4 separate regions of the Mus musculus genome follow, and regions 2, 3 and 4 are each linked to region 1. Evidence: chromatin contacts called from public Hi-C and HiChIP or PLAC-seq data. All regions are on one chromosome and are shown on one strand. Each heading gives the region's core, a stretch centred on a gene start, on an enhancer-like site or on the middle of the called end of the contact. The rest is flanking DNA. Distances are from core to core; before and after follow the strand shown.

Region 1 (4,061 bases), core at 922-3,421:
CATAGATTCTGTAGGCTTCGGGCTTGGGCTGACCAGCTAAGCAGGCTGGACGGACAATGTGCTCACAGGAGAGGGAGCTTGTGAGCTGTACCCTTGGCACAGGGGCTTCCGAGCCCGTTGGAGGGCAGACGAGACCTCAGTGCTCGCACCTGCGGTTTGTATCTAGTCTCTCAGGCATCAGGCCCAGAGCACTGAGGTTTTTCAGGCTATTGAACGAGTCTTCCCTGCATCAACTGCCTGGAAAGAAGCAGCCGGGACAGGAAGGAATGGATTTCTGCTAAAGTCACACAACCATGAAGTCCTCCCATCACCCAGGGAAAACCATGCCATCCCAAAATGGGTTTGTCTACTCTGTCTGAGAAAGGACTGTAGTCATCCTACTGAGACTAAGATGTGAGCACACACCAAGTCTCCTCGGCAGCAGACTCCAAACTGAGAGGAGTGACAGCCTCGGCTTGGCTCCCCTCTCTCTTCCTCCCCTCCCCACCTCTTCCCACTTCTCACAGGAAACCACATTCTTTGTACTAAGAATGAATAAAGAGCGGGGGAGACAGCTCTATCAGCACGCACGAGGGTCTGCGTTTGATCCCTAGAACCCATGTGCACACATGGAATCCCCATGTTGGGGAGGTGGAGACAAGTAGAGGCCTGGCAGCCTCGTCTGCTTGGTGAATTCCATGCCAGCCAGGGACTCTGTCTCAATAAAAGGGTGGATAACTCCTGAGGAATGACACAAAAGTGCATGTACTCTAACACATGCGTGTGCGCACCCACCAGGCAAGCTGGTGGAGGACGGAGTCACGAAATAGCAAAAGCTCTCTTTTGTGGACTTGAATCTTGTTGCATGGAATGTGTTATGTTAGGTATATACATTTATTTATACAGCATGCCAGGATCTGCTATCCTAAATATTGCTGCAATGACATTCCCTCTGTCTCTGTCTTTCTCTCTTCTCTTCTCTTCTCTTCTCTTCTCTTCTCTTCTCTTCTCTTCTCTTCTCTTCTCTTCTCTTCTCTTCTCTTCTCTCCCTTCTCCTCCCCCTTTCCTCCCTCCCCATCTTTCTTTGTTTCTTTTTCTCTCTTTCTTCTTCTTCTGTAGCTCAGGCTAACTTTGAAATGGTGTTCCTGGCACCTCAGCTTCTCCAAGTGCTGGGATTACAGCTGTGCACCACCATGTCTGGCCTGCATTGTCTCTCTCTCTCTCTCTCTCTCTCTCTCTCTCTCTCTCTCTCTCTCTCTCTCTCTCTCTCTTAAAATTTGATATGGGGTCTTTATTTATAGTCCAGGCTTGCCTGACACTCATGACAGTCCTCCTGCTTCAGCCTTCCAAGGCTGGGATTACAGATGTGTGTCTCTATGCTTGGCTTGCAAAGGCCTTTACACAGTCATGTATGTGTGGAATGAGAGCATGTGTGTTGTCTCATTGGGTCTCATTTGCCTCTCCAGTCTGTCCCTCTGTTTTCTTTTCTTTGTGACCCAGCTTTTTTTTCCTGACATGGATGGCTAGGACTTCAATTCTCCTTCGATATCTCCTTCCCTTTTCCAAGTTAAAATATTTAACCATGATGTTATGGTTCATAGATCCTCAAAGAAATAGTGAAAGCAAAATTTTTTTCTTCCCTCTGTCCTCCTTTTGAATATTTGTAAATTACCTGTATTAGCAATATTTGGCTTTTTCCAAAGCAGCTTTGGAGGGTGCGCCAGAGCCAGCTGTCATTCCAGCGGTTGCCACTAGGTGTCAATAGAGGCCGTGGTAGTCGGTTCAGGACCATCGGTTGATTTGGTTGGGTCCCTGCGGATTTTCTGAGTCCTCTCCTGTAAAATAACAAATGTCCGTGGTGCAGAGCACTTTCCTCAGGAAGTACTCTAGGGAGCCCGGGAGTTTGCATACGAAGGCGAGGAGCACGAGGCTCCTACTAATGATATTCCATGCCGACCGCAGTCGCTCCTAGGCAGGGCCTGGCTCTCCTAGCTTTGATGTATGAGATTATTACTGAGTAGTATGGTGGCCAAGCGATGCTCTGTGGGCAGGCTGAGGACGCGAGTCCTGCGTGGGCTGCAGAAATGTCGCTGCAGAGCACGGACCCGGTGGAGGAACCGAATGTACAGCCTGGACCCGGGCAGGACTGGAGGGCGGACACTCTCAGTGTGTGCTCAGCGCCACCTTCCTGGACGCCAACGCCAACGCCAACGCCAACGCGGGTGAATGTTGGCTGCGCCCTCCAGGGGTTGCAATGGGGGTTGTCACTGCAACTTATAAACAGACTCCAGGCATCTTTCATCTTCTTAAAAAAAGTTCTGGCCAAATTCCTCCACTCTCCACTCAGGGCTGCAATGCTTTGCTTCTAAAATTTTCCTCTTACATTAGGATGGCATCACCAGCTTGGGTCTGTCCGTAGCTATTTTCTCCTAATTAAAACATTCCCTCCTGGAGGGAATGAGAAGCAAAAGACTTAGAAAGCTGGCCAAATTTACAAGAGTGAGGGAGCCCAGAAAATAAGATCCACAAGGTCCCAGCTCAAGGTTGTAAGTTTCAGTAAACAGTTGCCAGGAGAACCAGAGAGCTTCCTTGAGGCTGTCTGTAAGCTGTGCAGAGAACTAGCGTGGTTGCAGCCTTTGTGAGCTGCTGCCCATACTCGGTGGGCTTTCCCATAATGTAGCTGCTTTGGAGTTCTACCTGCCCTTCTAAGAGACTCCTCCCTGTGCTCCTGCGAGGAACCCTGATAAACTCTCTGGTCCACCAAGTTGGACTTCACTCGAATCATTATTTTGGTTTTCCATCTGTTTCTGGGGTGAATAGACATTTATATTATGGTTCCTCAGGAAAAACTCACACGATGCAATGTGTGTACGTGTGTGCGTGTGTGTGTGGGGGGGGTAGAGAGAGACAGAGAGACAGAGAAACAGTGACTGAGAGGCAGAGAGGAGAGGAGAGGAGAGGAGAGGAGAGGAGAGGAGAGGAGAGGAGAGGAGAGGAGAGGAGAGGAGAGGAGAGGAGAGGAGAGAGTGATATGCTTGCCTATTCTACTCCTTGGGTTTTGATGTTGGGTACCTTACCTTGTTTATTGTTCATTGCTGCTACAATCTACAACAGGAAGGGGAAAGGAACTAAAAATTAAAAACACTTAGGTAGAAGAGTCCTTTCTCTTAGATATGTAGTAAATGCAGGCACCATGGCGTCATGTGCAGCATCATTTAACTCTAGTTGAGGACAAGGCAGAGCATTTTGGATCGGGAACAAACTGGGATGTGGGCACATCTGATAAGCCATTTTGTGCTCTCTCTCTCTCTCTCTCTCTCTCTCTCTCTCTCTCTCTCTCTCTGTCAAGTAGAAGGCACCATAAATATGACAGGGGTTGGGAGCAATAAGAGGAAGGGCTTAGTGAGAGCTAGGAATGCGTGATATGGGCTCACAGGGATTTGGGTAGCCTGACTGGAACTTGGGAAAATGAGCAAGACTGTTCAAGTATTCAGTCCTGTCCAAGACTGATGAGACATGACCTCTGCCTTCTTCTTGTAGGGATTAAAGTGTAGAAGTGGATCACATGCTGACCACCAGGATCAAAGCCTGCAGACGCCAGATAGGGAAAGACCAAAGAGGATGGAGCAGGACCCAGAGTGTCTCCACTGTGAATCCTTGCCTTCACACCTGTTTGAAAGTGAAGCTACGAGGCAGACAGTAAGCTGAAAGCCTGCCATCTTTGATTGAGGCTTTGGTTGCTGTTTGGACTCACATCTCCAGTCTTGAGTGCCACTCAGGGACTCAGGCTGGCTCCTGACTTTGTCCCTTTCAAGTATCACACTTCTGCTCAGCGTGGAGACTGGTCAGTCCCCTTGTCATGTATCAGAGCTCAGCTATAGCTGAGTGTGGTCTTTAACCAGGGCCTTGGCTGCCAATCTGAGGGGGAGACTCTGGAGTGTGTGGAGAGGAAAGACTAGTGTCATTTTGACACACTCTTGTGAATGCTGTATATAAGCAACCAAAGCCCAGAGAAAGGCTGTGAACTTCCCCCTGCACCTTCAGCTTAGACTGTCTGAGCCTGACCTGGTTGCCCGATGAGT
Region 2 (4,061 bases), core at 1,020-3,519, 810 kb before region 1:
TGTATTTTAAAGTAGGTCTTACCAGTTAATGATGCAGAGTGAAATATTTACAGGTGAAATAATACTCTGAATATGAGTTTCTTCAAAATAACCCAGAGAAGCAAAGAAAACATACAGATGGAACAAATTAGCCAAAGAGTAATAATTGTTAAATTTGAGTGAAAGTGCACAACATTTCTTGTTCTTTCTATTTCTGAATTTTTTACTCTGTATGTTTGCAACAAAACCATACGATATTTGACATTATTCTTGCTGTATATTTTTTCATCATAAAGTTGTTCAGATGTCCCCTTCCCTGAGAAAATGTATACCATTTTCTCTCCCTACCACAAAAGAACTCTGTTCAAGACTATTCCTCTATTATGATAACAAATTTCTCATTTATTCTCAAATATTTCTTTATTTCTTGACTATGCACAAAGACTGTACATTCTATCCATAACACCTTCCTTAGAGACTGGAGTTCAATAACTGTGATAAGTTGGTAATTCACTAAGATAGAGGATGGTTCTATTGTATTGAATCAAATTTCCAGGCATGAAATTGTGTCCTTTTCTGGAACAGGGGTTTTATTTATTTACTTCCTACTTATTGAGACAGATTCTCATGCAGCCCAGGCTAGCTGACTTGTTATGACCCGTAGCCAGCCTTGAACTTCTAATCTTCTAGAATTGCAGGCATGCTCCTCCACACCCAGGAGGGATTATGTCCTTTTCATTCCAGTGGACTGTGTAAGTAAATGGAGGGCAAAGGCCCCACAGGAGTCCAAAGGTAAAGGCAGGGGGTAAGGTGTTGAAGTTCTGTGATTCTCTGTGTACTTCCTGTCCTTACCATCAAAAACTGTTCTGTGACCTTTGTCACTTCTTTGTGTCTTGCCCTTCCTTCTTCACAGGATTGTTCTGACACAAAAGAAGATATTCAACGCGGTATGGTGAAGGACTTTTAAAATAGGAAAGTATAAAGTTGGGTGTGTGATGGTTTTTCTTCTTTCAAGACAACGAAGACCACATTCTAGCTATTAAAAAGATTAACTTGGTGAAATGACTCAGGATGTAGAGCCTGTTTGAGGCAATTTTATATACATTTTTCTTTTAAAAATAAAAATATATTTCTTATAATCAACCTTACACATAGCTACAGAATGTGAAATTGTATACATTTTGTATGCACCATCTATACCTAAATGTATGTACACATCACATATGATTTCACATGTACACATAAGGCACTCTGTAAGCAACTGTTGTTTTGCTAAGAAATGTTGACAGAAAGGAAGAGATAAAACACGTACGCAGAGCCTGTTCTCACAGTTTGCCTAATGCCTGGCTCTTTAAAGTCTTATCTACATCTGGTTCTTCACCTCTACGTGACCAAATGTCACGTACTGTTCCTTCCCCTGACTGGCTTGCTTGTTTTACCTATGTGCTTACATAATGATTGATTGACTTTTTAATTTAGAATTGAACTGCATTATTTTTATTGTTTAGCTGTGGTACTCATGTAGCCCAGGTTGGCCTCAAAGTAGCAGCAATGTCACCAAAGTTCAAACACTTGGAACTTCTTGTTCTCTATCTAGCCTCCTCCACCTCTGCAGAGCTTTGCAGACATACATTACCTCTCCCAGTTTATGTGGTTTTATCCTCGTTTACTATACCAACGGGGTTACATCCCTAGCCCAGTCAGCCCATTTATTTCCCACTTTTAGTAAAAGCAAACCTCGCTTATTATTTTAGCTAGGGTCAAAGCTTAAGAAATCAAAATTGCAAATGTTTCAGAACACTCCATTAAGTTGTGCATTTGTTTTACATAGCTTTGTTTATTTAACAATTTTTATTCTGTTAACAATTCGCTTAAAATAAATAAATAAATAAACTCTTCGTTCAAAATTCACACAACTTGGGTTGAGCGAATAGGAGCATGCTGGTGTGGGCCACAGTAAGAGTGTAGACTGTAGTCAGATGGGATAGCCTCCCGGAAGAGCAGGACAGTTATCGAAGAGGACAGTAAGAAGGGTAATAAAAATAATGACGGCCATCATAAAGTGTATACTCTTAACATGAAATTCAGTCCCCAAATAGTGCGAATAGCCTTCTCCATTACACTAAGTAAATCACAGCGGCGGCCGAGGCGACGGCTCTCGCAGTGCCCCTCAGGGCCCCCTTTCGGAGGAAGGAGAGTGGGAGGAACCCAGCACGGCCAGGTGGGCGGGGCCGGGGCCGAGGGGGCGTGTCTGGTGGGCGGGCCTGTGGCGCTAGTGGGCGGGGCTGTGGCGCTGGCGGGCAGCTAAGCTGCTGGGCGGCTGGGCGGGGCGCGCTCAGGCCTCGGCTCCTCACGCGCGGCGTAAGCGGCCCAGACCCCGCGCTGCGGGAAGCCGGGGTGGCGTGTGCGCGTCGCCTGCGAGCCGAGGCAGCCGCGGGAGGAGGAGCAGCGGGCACTGAGGTAGGCGCACAGACGCGGGGCCTTAGGCCGGTTCTCCTTGGGAGCCCCCGGCCCTCCACGGGCTGGCGAGGCCGAGGGGCGGCGCACAGAGACCGGGGCGGGCGGGGCCGGGGGCGGGGTCTGGCCTGGCCGCAGGGGCCGCGCGCGGTGAAGGGACTCCTGGTGGAGCGCAGGCACGCCACGCCAGAGGACTCCCGGGGCTGGCGGCCGTGGAGAACGGTGGCCCGGGAGCTCCGCGGAGGAGGCCAGGGGGCCGGATGGCCGGCGCCTCCCACCTCGCGGGACGCCCGGGCCGGGAACTCGTTAACAGGAAAGCTTGGCAGGGCAGCAAATGCCAAGGTTCTGGAAGAACTGAGAGTCACGTCGTTAGGCGCTGAGGCTTTATTTTCCTTCCCCGCCCCCTGCCCGGCCTCGGCCCGACTTGGCCAAAGAAGGATGTGTCACCAGTTCGGGGCTGCGGGCGGGATCCCAGCCACTCTGGGCACAGGGGCACCTGAAACAAAGGTATCGGGCGACCGAGTGGCTGAGCTGCGAGCACCTCAGCCGGTCCCACGGTCGCGCCGGCCGGGCTGCAGGCTTGAGGGGCGTTCTCCTTGGGGACCGCTCGATGGAAACCAGCTGGCCCGGCTTGGAGTTGATGTTGCATCGGAACTGTGTTGTGCTCACATTATTTCCATTCCTCCCACTCTGATAAAGCCTAGGGAAATTTTATCCCGCTTGATGGTCTGCAGATGCAGAGGGGGGAGGACAAATTGCTGTTTGTAAATTATAAGGTATTTTCTTTGTAGAAAATAGTTTAAGAACATAGAATAAATGCTTGAACACGTAAGCGGAGAGGATGATTTGTAGTGCCTTTCAAAATTGGAAAAGAGTTCCTCCACGGATCTTCAGTTATGTACAAAACGTCCCCCGCCTCTTTGGTGCCAGGCATTTTTCTTTGTTCTTCCTTAGTGTCTGGCCTCAGTTTCTTGTAAACAGAGCATCAAGCACAGGGACCCTAAGAATTGCCATACTAGGTCAGAGCATGGGCGTCCAGCTAAGCAGGCAGCAGGCTCGTGTTGTAGTAAACACAGGGCTTTCCTTGGCATCGTTAAAAATTATCTCAGTTTCTTTCACTGGTCTCCATGACGATTACTGAAAGCGTTCTTAAAAATCTGTAGACGGCTCCTGATTTGCATGCAATTTATTCACGTTTATTGCATTCAAAAGGCTGTCTCACCACTTCTGACAAAACTTATGGCATGAGATACTCGTGAGAGGGGAAAAATGGATCTTTTACACAGCCTGGAAAGCTCAGGTCAGGAATACAAAGTTTTGCGGTTCTTTGGGGGTTTGTTTGTTTGATTTTTGTTTTGTTTATACACACACACACACACACACACACACACACACACACACTGGAAAAGTCTATCCCAAGGCCCATGTGGTTGGATTCAATGATAGCTTTAAACACCAACAACCTGAATAGTAGGCAGCTAATGCTTTAACATTCACACATATGATTTGCATATATTAAAAAGTAGCTTAGCATTTTACACAGTGACTATCTGGCTTTATCTTGGTCTAGGTAATCTGGCCTTAAGGTTCTGCTAAAACCTCGTATCCTCCGAGAGAGGAAATTT
Region 3 (4,061 bases), core at 595-3,094, 760 kb after region 1:
GACCCACATCCCTGGTAAGGAAAAGGATCACAAAGGAGATAGACCATGCTCAAAGCTTTTGCTCAGGAAGGACCAAAACAAGAACCAAGGAGTCCAGTTAACCCTTTTTTTTAAAGATTTATTTATTTACTTTATGCATGTGAGTACAGTCTCTATCTTCAGACACACCAGAAGAGGGCATCGGACCCCATTACAGATGGTTGTGAGCCACCATGTGGTTGCTGGGAATTGAACACAGGACCTCTGGAAGAGCAGCCAGAGTGCTCTTAACCGCTGAGCCATCTCTCCAGCCCGCCAGTTAACCCTTTTGACTGCTCAGAGAGACCGCATAATCTTCGCCTTCAGTCCACTCCCACCAGCTCCCAACACCATTTCCTGGACAGAAGAACCAGACAAGTAGAAAAATGTTGGGATGTTTCCAGGAAGGAAACCTACTGCTGGCAGCTGGTGGAGGCCAAACCAATCCAACTGTGTGGGAGCCCGGGAAGAGATGAGAGCCAGACCCAAACATGTAACAACTGGAATCCACTAAACTGAGTCTACAAACAAGGGGCCCCACATGAGCTGTGCAGAAGAAACAGTATCTCTAAAGAAGATTTAGGGGTCCTGGCAGGTTTCAGAGGATCATCTAAGTGTCTGTGTAGAAGCCATTCGGGTTGTTTGGAAGCTGGGGGAGAAGCTGGCGTTTCAGTAGAGGAAGCCACGGAAACAAGTATCACTTAAAAACAGACTTCAATGCCTTGGACAGACAGAAAATTTAAAAGTACAATGATAGTGAAATGTCACTTTGAACTTTTAAAACTGTAGAAAAAGTTCAATATTAACATTGAGGTCATTAGCATCTATTGAGAATCTGACAATCCCTCAAAAATAGTTTGGGGCATTTTTGAAAGTAACTGAATATTAACTTCTAACCTATAGCTAAACCTAGCTCTAACCCTAAACTTAACCCTAACAATAGCTAAATCTTAATCCTACCCTTACTCCTAACAGACTTTAACCTTAACTCTAACTCTATCCTAGACCTAAACCTAACCCTAGCCTTAGCCCTAACCTTAACCCAAGCTCAAACACTAACCCTAACCCTAATGCTAACACTAGCCCTAACCTTAGCCCTAAGTCTAGCACTAATCCAGGCCCTAGCCCTATCCCTAGCCCTAATCCTAACCATAGCCCTAAACCTGCCCTAGCCTTAGCCCTAGCCCTAACTCTAAGTCTAGCCCTAATCCAGGCTCTAGCCCTAACCCTAACCATAGCCCTAAACCTGCCCTAGCCTTAGCTAACAGCCCTAACCCTGTTACTGTAGCCCCAATGTCACACTGCCCCCAACTCTAACCCTAGTCCTTACCTGATCCCTATGAGGTGTTGCCATCTTTGTTTCAGAGGTAAAGAAACCAGTTTTAAGAGGTCAATTATTTTGACTAAGTAACTGTCCTATCATCCCAGGGCTGTCCTGGACTTAGCACCAAAGTCCTGTGTTCTGGAAAATCTCTCAGCAACGAGAAAACTAGACAGCAATGCCAAGACTGCCCAGCCAGTAAATAGGGAAGCTTGTGTTCTACCACACCGCACTCTCTCCCAGCTACACAAGAGAGATACCAAGGAATGGGAAAAATGCACGTGGACACATAAAAGCTTTGGAAGGGAGAAAAGAAGGGAGGGAAAGATAAATAAACAAGGGAGAGAGGAAGGATATGAAGCTAAGAAACACAACACAACATTTGCTACAGTTTTTTAGTTTTAATTCTCTGATTTCAAAAACCCTTAAGAAGGGGCAAGTGCATCATAAGGGCACACAGTTGCCCAATGCAGTGAAGGGCATGTGGCCAGCTTGTCCCTCCTGAGCCAGCCAACACTCAGCCCCTAAAAAGGTCTCAGCATGCTCTGTGGTGTGTGTGCACACCTAAGGGCTGCCGCTCTAAAGACAACTGTAGTTTGATGCTGCCCCTGAGGGCAAGGAAAACCCCAGGACTCCCCTACACCCCGAAAATGCACTGTGTCTGGAAGAAGCAGCTGTGTCCTCCAGGGGAAGCAGCTGAAAGCTCAGACTGGATCCACTTCATCCCTGCAAGCCCCTTGACTTTGAGGGTTCTCTAATCGAATTTGGTGGGGGGTTGGGCGGGGGTGTCAGTGTCCCTTCTGCCTGAGTGCTTGCCCATTCCTTTGCTGTCTCAAGTGCAGCTAGAAGTGACTGGCTCACCCTGGTTTCGAGTTTTTGACCAGTCCTGGTCTTGCCTGTTATCAAAGCTGCCGCCTTTAGCCCTTGTTGATGACAAAATCTTATTTATTTTGTTCAGCCGGCCCAATTTGAGCTTCCCCTAAAGAATATCTTGAGAGTAAAATATCAAACATATTAAGCATGTAGGACTTGCCACCCATATTTACTGCCAAAGAAGGGAGGTTGCCATGGCAATGCCCCTGTGAAGAGGATAGAGCTTGGCTGAAGGGTGACTAAAATACCATAATGGAGCACAGGCTGCTGAGCCAGCCTGAAAATCTCCATGATACAAGGAATGTTTGCCCATTCCAAGTCTTAGGAGCCAAGTTATCATTAATAGAGAGTCGGGGGGGGGGATGTCAGACTGTAAACAAACATGCCAAAAGGCAGTGGAGGCTTTCTGTGAGTAGATGCAACCATGTGTTTTATGAGGACTGTAAGAACACCCATCCTTCCCCGCTGCCAGTCCACACCAGTTCAGACCCATCAACCCCATTCATTTATCCACAGAGAGGCACAGCCAATGGTAGAAAGAACCCCACAGAGAGTTACCAAGAGTTCACCGACAGTAAGTGACTCTGACAGCCTCCTTGGTGCCACACAGCAACACTGCACCTGCTCCTTCTCTTTGACCCCATGGCCATGAGGATTTCTTAGGAATCTGTACAAAGGAAATCACCCTCAATCCACAAAGGACTATGATAGTGAACTTCAATGCAGGGTTGATTTTTCATTGTGTAAAACACGAGGTGGGGCTGGGAGGAGAGTCACAGAGACACAGAGAGAGACAGAGAGAAAGAGACAGAGAAAGGGCAGGGGAGAGAGATGCAGGGGAGAAAGAGAGAAACAGGAGAGGGGGCAGGAGAGAGAGGGAGAAGGAGAGGAAGAGAGAGAAAGGCAGGAGAGTAGAAGAGGGAGGAGAGGAAGAGAAAGAAAGAAGAGGAAGAGAGAGGGGAGGAGAGGAAGAAGGAGAGGAAGAGAGACAGAGAGAGAGAGGGAAAGTTCCAGCTGCAGAGAAGGAATTATACTGTGGTGTGGTAAAATGCACAGACAATAGCTAGGTGTGGTGACACTCACCATTTAATCATAGTACTCTTCCCAAGGAGGCAAAGGCAGATGGATATCTGAGTTTGAGGCCAGCCTGGTCTACACAGAGAAATTCTGTCTCAAAATGAACAAAACAAACAAAAATGCATATATATATTTAAAAGAAGAAGAAAGAGGAGAATGAGGAAACCTTTAAAAAAAAGTGTAAGAACACATACTGCTGTTGTGGAGAACTGAGTTCAGAACATGAATGGTCCCAGCCAATCTGGAAATTGATAGTAAAACTGGGCTGGAATTGCTTAGCTTTTTTTTTTTTTTTTTTTTTTTTTTTTTTTTTTTTTTTGGTTTTTTCCCGAGACAGGGTTTCTCTGTGTAGCCCTGGCTGTCCTGGAACTTACTCTGTAGACCAGGCTGGCCTCGAACTCAGAAATCCGCCTGCCTCTGCCTCCCCAGTGCTGGGATTAAAGGCGTGCTCTGCCACGCGCAGCTTATACATTTGATTTGATTTTTTTTTTTTTTTTTTTTTTTGGTTTTTCAAGACAGGGTTTCTCTGTAGAGCCCTGGCTGTCCTCTTAATAGAGCTTACTAAGTTCCTATAAGACTCAGATTCCTCCTGCACATGAGAAACATAAACTCTGCACATGCTCCTAGGACAACTATCTAAACATCCTATTCATGGGCAAATTCATAAGCAAATTTTTTTGAAATTTTTGATAATCGAACTTGGAGCTCCTGGATGCAGAGAATCCAGTTGTGTGCATTTGTACATACGGGGCAGTCCAAGTGCACTGAGCCT
Region 4 (4,061 bases), core at 1,022-3,521, 650 kb after region 1:
CACTCAGATTCTGTCTTTTCTTACACAATGCAAGATAAGTTGTAGTCTTACCACTAAAAAAAAAAATCTTTTGGGGAGGGATTAGATGACCCTTCCAGGATCAGGGTGCAAAGTGAGTCTCTGGAGACATCCCATTCTCTACTTCCTCTTATGAGACAGTGCAGAGTGTCAATCCCTCACTTTACACACAGACGAGGAAAGGTCCACTGGGAGCACAGACATCCACAGAAGAACACCTATGGCTACCTCCCATAACAAAAGAGGTGTGGTTGAAATAATGGTTTGAATGCCAGTCTATGGTTTTGGTGAAATAGGAACAAGCTAAAGTCCCCCCTCCCCCACCCCCTCCCCCACCCCCCACCCCCCCACCCCCCAGCTTCCAACACCCAGCTAATTTATGCCTCTGGTTCTGACTGTTCATCTGACTGACTGTTGTTGTTGTTGTTGTTGTTGTTGTTGTTGTTTAATATCCTCTTATATTGTCTCTATCATCTTTGTTGCTTGATTTGTGGTTCATCTACGATTGCTAGATGTTTTTTCCTTGGATTTTTTTAAGTCCTTGAGGTTGGTTGCTCTAACAGAATAAACACTTAGCTTGTGTTTGTTGAACAGAAGACGAGTTCAAACGCAAAATGCTTTTAAAATGCGGTGCTTTGAAAGGGAGCTAATTTTGTAAAGCTCCCTCTGCACATTTTAAGAAATAAATTAAGGCCTCCCTGTTCGCTATGATCCCCACCTCGGAATAACCTAGAACCCATTTCTTTCTTAGAATTTTATGCAAACCTTCGGGTAGCCCAGGGCATTCCCATAAAATTTGCCTGCCAACTTGATGTGAGATTCTTCCTACAGAGGCAGAAAACATAAAGACCCAGAATAAAAAGACTACAAAATCATCAAGCAATGCCATTGCAGTTGATTGGGTAGATTCAGACAACAGAAATTTACTTACTCCTCTACGGAAAAAAAGAATGAAGTACGATTTGTGCTGGACTGTGGTGAAACTTAAAAACATCGTGCTAAGTTAGCCGAAGTCAGCCACTGGAAGCCCTCTGTGGTTTTATTTAAATGCAACATCAGAATTTGTAAATATACACAGGCCAAAAACAAACTGGCAGTTGCCTTGAACTGGGACCATAGCTAAAGAGTACACGGTTTCTTTTACTGAGATGATGAAACGATTCTAAAACTTTACTGTAAATTGTTAAAACTTTATACACGCACTAAATCACTAAATGATATGTTTATAACGAATGAACGGCATGGCGCAAACGGAAATACAACTGTTCCAAAAAAAAAAAAAAAGCTTTATTTATGTTAAATGCCACTCTAATTTCATTAACTGAATCTGTTTCTTTGATTAATTTTACTCCTCACCTAAGCTCTGCCAGAAAAAGCAAAACCTTGGGTCCCACTCCAGTAGTTCTGTTTTGGTTTTGAGACAGGAGCTACCCATCCCCCACCCCCATCTCCACCGCCCCCTTCTCCAAGGGCAACCTTCTGAAAGAAACACCGCCTCTCGTTTACTCCAAAGGAGTCTTTTCATATCAATCCGGAAAGCGGGGCAGCAAGGTCTTTTAGGGCACGCGAGGACCCACGGAAGGGTCAGATTTTTCAGAGCCACAGTGGAAAAGTTCTCCGGGTAAACAGATACCTGACGGACCAGAGAAAGCAGCTGAGAGACCAAAGCAGCCAACAGGCGGTTAACAGCCAGCCATTCCCACAGCTGTGGCCTTCCTGTTGCTCATACATTTGACAATAAAGACTTTCTTTCTCGTGGTGTCAGTTAAAACACGGCTAACAAAGTAATTGCTGCTACTGTGTTTACCTTTATTTGGTCCTAGACTACAAAAGGACATCGGAGTTTCCTATCATAGTACAGCTCTTGGGCTTGTTTCTGATGAATCACCCTCGGCCCGTGCCTGTTTGTTTTTATTAATACAGCTCACATTTCTGTAATCCTATAGACTTCCCTGGAGCACTCTGTTAAATGGTCTTAACGATCGAGCCAAAGGCTTCCCTGGTCCTCCTTGGACAAGAGCTTTCAAGGCGGCGAGGTGGCTGGATTCAAGCAATGCGAGCGATAAAGGTTTGGAGCTGGGAGGGCGGCATGCGGAAGTGATGCATAATTCATCAGGCAAATTAATCTAGTCTCCTTTCCTATGCCCATTGCAATTATGGGGAACACGCAGCCAGAGGCTTCCTCTCCCTCCCTCCTCCCCTTCCATGACATTGTTAACTCCCTGAGAAGCTCTGGGACAGATTCTAGTCACTGGCTGCTCCTGCACCACGCGCTGAACAGAGCAGAGCAGTCGGTCCCTGGGAACGTGCCCCTCTGTTCCTCAGCTTAGAGGAGGTTTTCTGTGATGGGTGGGGGGCTGAGGGAAGCACTCGCAGTGGGGTTGGTGTGCAGCAGAGCAGAGAGTGGGGACAATTAGTTTTCTTCATGCTTGGCTGAGCCTTAGTGTAGGGCTGGACCAGCTTAGGGGGTGAGGCAGATCACAGATAATAGAAGCTTCATTTCCAACTGACCCTTCAAGCGTTCTGCCAGGCCCGAGAAGGAGGAACAATGCCGACCTCCTCAAGAAATGCTGGCCCCGAATGCCAGGTGAAGGCACCAACGGAATAACGAGGGAAAAACAAAGGCGATAGACAAGGCTTTGCCTTGAAATGGTTTCTATAGTCCCCACTGAAAGAAAAAGAGAAAGCTCTATTGAGGATGGAAAATGAAGTTTGCTAGTGAAACATGTATCTCTAACAATAAGCAGGACACACACGCACACGCACACGCACACACTCGGAGCATTATGTGGACAACTCCCTTCTGACCCAAGGATGTGCCTCTGAAAGGGGAAAAAAAATGACTTCTTCCTGTGTTAAGTAGAAGAGCCATCATTCCATGGCTGTCTGGCTACACCAGGGCCACCAAAATGATCTTATGCTGTTAATGAAATCAGGTGAATGCTGGCATAAGTAGAGGAAGCAAATAAAAAGACTGCACTGGAGAGGGGGTCGGAGCACTGACATCTGTGCTCTTGGTCCCTATTACTGCTGAGCGATAAACTACCTCAAAACTTAGGAGCCGAAAGCATTTGATTGTACTTCATGGTTTGTTTGGTTTTTATTTTTAATTTCATGCAGGGGTCATGTGTGTGACCTACTTGCTTTGTATGGTAAACCAATATCATTGTTTTTAATATCCAAATTATGAAGACCCCCAAGATGGTTTTGTCTGTTTCTCTTATACCTAGGAAAGGATGGCTAGAAAACTGGGCTCATCCAGGACTGTCAACCTGGTTACCTACGTGCAGTTTTATCAAAAGGGCAACACAGCCTCCAATGAGTGCACATTCAAGTAGATTGAAGGTGGTGGCCTGAGCATCATACCTGCTATATTGTATTAGTAAAAGCAGTCATGGAGCCTTCCAGGGGACAGAGATTTCGCCTGTCAGTGGGCAGACTGCTAAGAAAACGTAGTGTGTAATCCACCATGTATTTCTTTATTATGGGAATAGAAAGGGAAAAAAATCGGGTTACAACGGCCCCTGGTACTGTGGTACCTAGGAATGTTAAATGAAGCAAAGAGAACGACCCTTACATTCACTGCTTAACAATCCAAGGGAAGTTTCTAGAAAGGGGGGTTCTAAGTAAGACTCAGAGGACACACAGAAGGTGCACAGAGGCAAAGAACCAATGCCAAATCGGCTCCCCAGATGTCAAACTTGGAAATTTTCCCCCTTTTCTACACATGCCCTCAGCTCACAGATCTTTCCTCTATTTGATACCTTAAGACTTTCAGCACCTTTCAATGGCTGCAGTCCAAATGCATGTATTTGTTCAGAGAATGGGTAAACAAATGGATCAAACTCGACTTGCCAAGGGCAGAAATATATTCCAACTGCTAGTCATCAAGAACTAAGTAGTATATAAAAGTCTAGACATCAGACATATTGTTTATATGTTTTTCTTCGCTTAATTTTTTTTTGTACTGGGTACAAGCTATATCCATGCTAAACAATTATGTCGTCACTGAGCTGCCTCTCCATCCCAATATCATTCACTGG

The links. Hi-C and Micro-C count contacts between places; a contact is called where the count stands out from the background. HiChIP or PLAC-seq counts read pairs in DNA pulled down with a chosen protein or histone mark.
Region 2: a contact with region 1 is called in a Hi-C map of CD8 T cells, with 2.2 times the contacts expected there. The contact joins the promoter of Ppp2r3a here to the enhancer-like site in region 1. A contact is called at or near these places in 2 of 39 promoter capture datasets (embryonic stem cells and pre-B cells), 8 of 484 Hi-C or Micro-C datasets (CD8 T cells, Th1 cells, bone marrow-derived macrophages and 4 more), 9 of 115 datasets of contacts at active chromatin or transcription factors (astrocytes, bone marrow-derived macrophages, double positive thymocytes and 6 more) and 4 of 9 other capture datasets (adipose tissue, embryonic stem cells, liver and 1 more).
Region 3: a contact with region 1 is called in a Hi-C map of cortical neurons, with 4 times the contacts expected there. The contact joins two enhancer-like sites. A contact is called at or near these places in 2 of 484 Hi-C or Micro-C datasets (both in cortical neurons), 5 of 115 datasets of contacts at active chromatin or transcription factors (embryonic basal ganglia, embryonic midbrain, embryonic stem cells and 1 more) and 1 of 9 other capture datasets (embryonic stem cells).
Region 4: an H3K4me3 HiChIP or PLAC-seq map of embryonic basal ganglia shows a contact between it and region 1, with 7 times the contacts expected there. The contact joins two enhancer-like sites. A contact is called at or near these places in 8 of 115 datasets of contacts at active chromatin or transcription factors (astrocytes, embryonic basal ganglia, embryonic forebrain and 5 more) and 1 of 9 other capture datasets (embryonic stem cells).

What each region holds. Positions count from the first base shown.
Region 1 is chr9:100,444,266-100,448,326 of GRCm38.p6, reverse strand. No RefSeq gene overlaps it. Among named protein-coding and RNA genes, the nearest start is that of Gm28166, 3.7 kb to the left of the region's middle. Within about 2 kb of position 2,171, at least 112 of the 459 cell types and tissues checked have an H3K27ac peak or open chromatin away from gene starts, as enhancers often do. A contact at or near this core is called in CD8 T cells, Th1 cells, adipose tissue and 10 more, where this site is marked.
Region 2 is chr9:101,250,040-101,254,100 of GRCm38.p6, reverse strand. It overlaps Ppp2r3a (protein phosphatase 2, regulatory subunit B'', alpha), which reads left to right and starts at 2,269. Exons shown (of 14, transcript NM_001161362.3): 1 at 2,269-2,439.
Region 3 is chr9:99,683,519-99,687,579 of GRCm38.p6, reverse strand. No RefSeq gene overlaps it. Among named protein-coding and RNA genes, the nearest start is that of Cldn18, 25 kb to the left of the region's middle. Within about 2 kb of position 1,844, at least 15 of the 459 cell types and tissues checked have an H3K27ac peak or open chromatin away from gene starts, as enhancers often do. A contact at or near this core is called in cortical neurons, where this site is marked.
Region 4 is chr9:99,797,826-99,801,886 of GRCm38.p6, reverse strand. No RefSeq gene overlaps it. Among named protein-coding and RNA genes, the nearest start is that of Gm23949, 49 kb to the right of the region's middle. Within about 2 kb of position 2,271, at least 72 of the 459 cell types and tissues checked have an H3K27ac peak or open chromatin away from gene starts, as enhancers often do. A contact at or near this core is called in embryonic basal ganglia and forebrain, where this site is marked.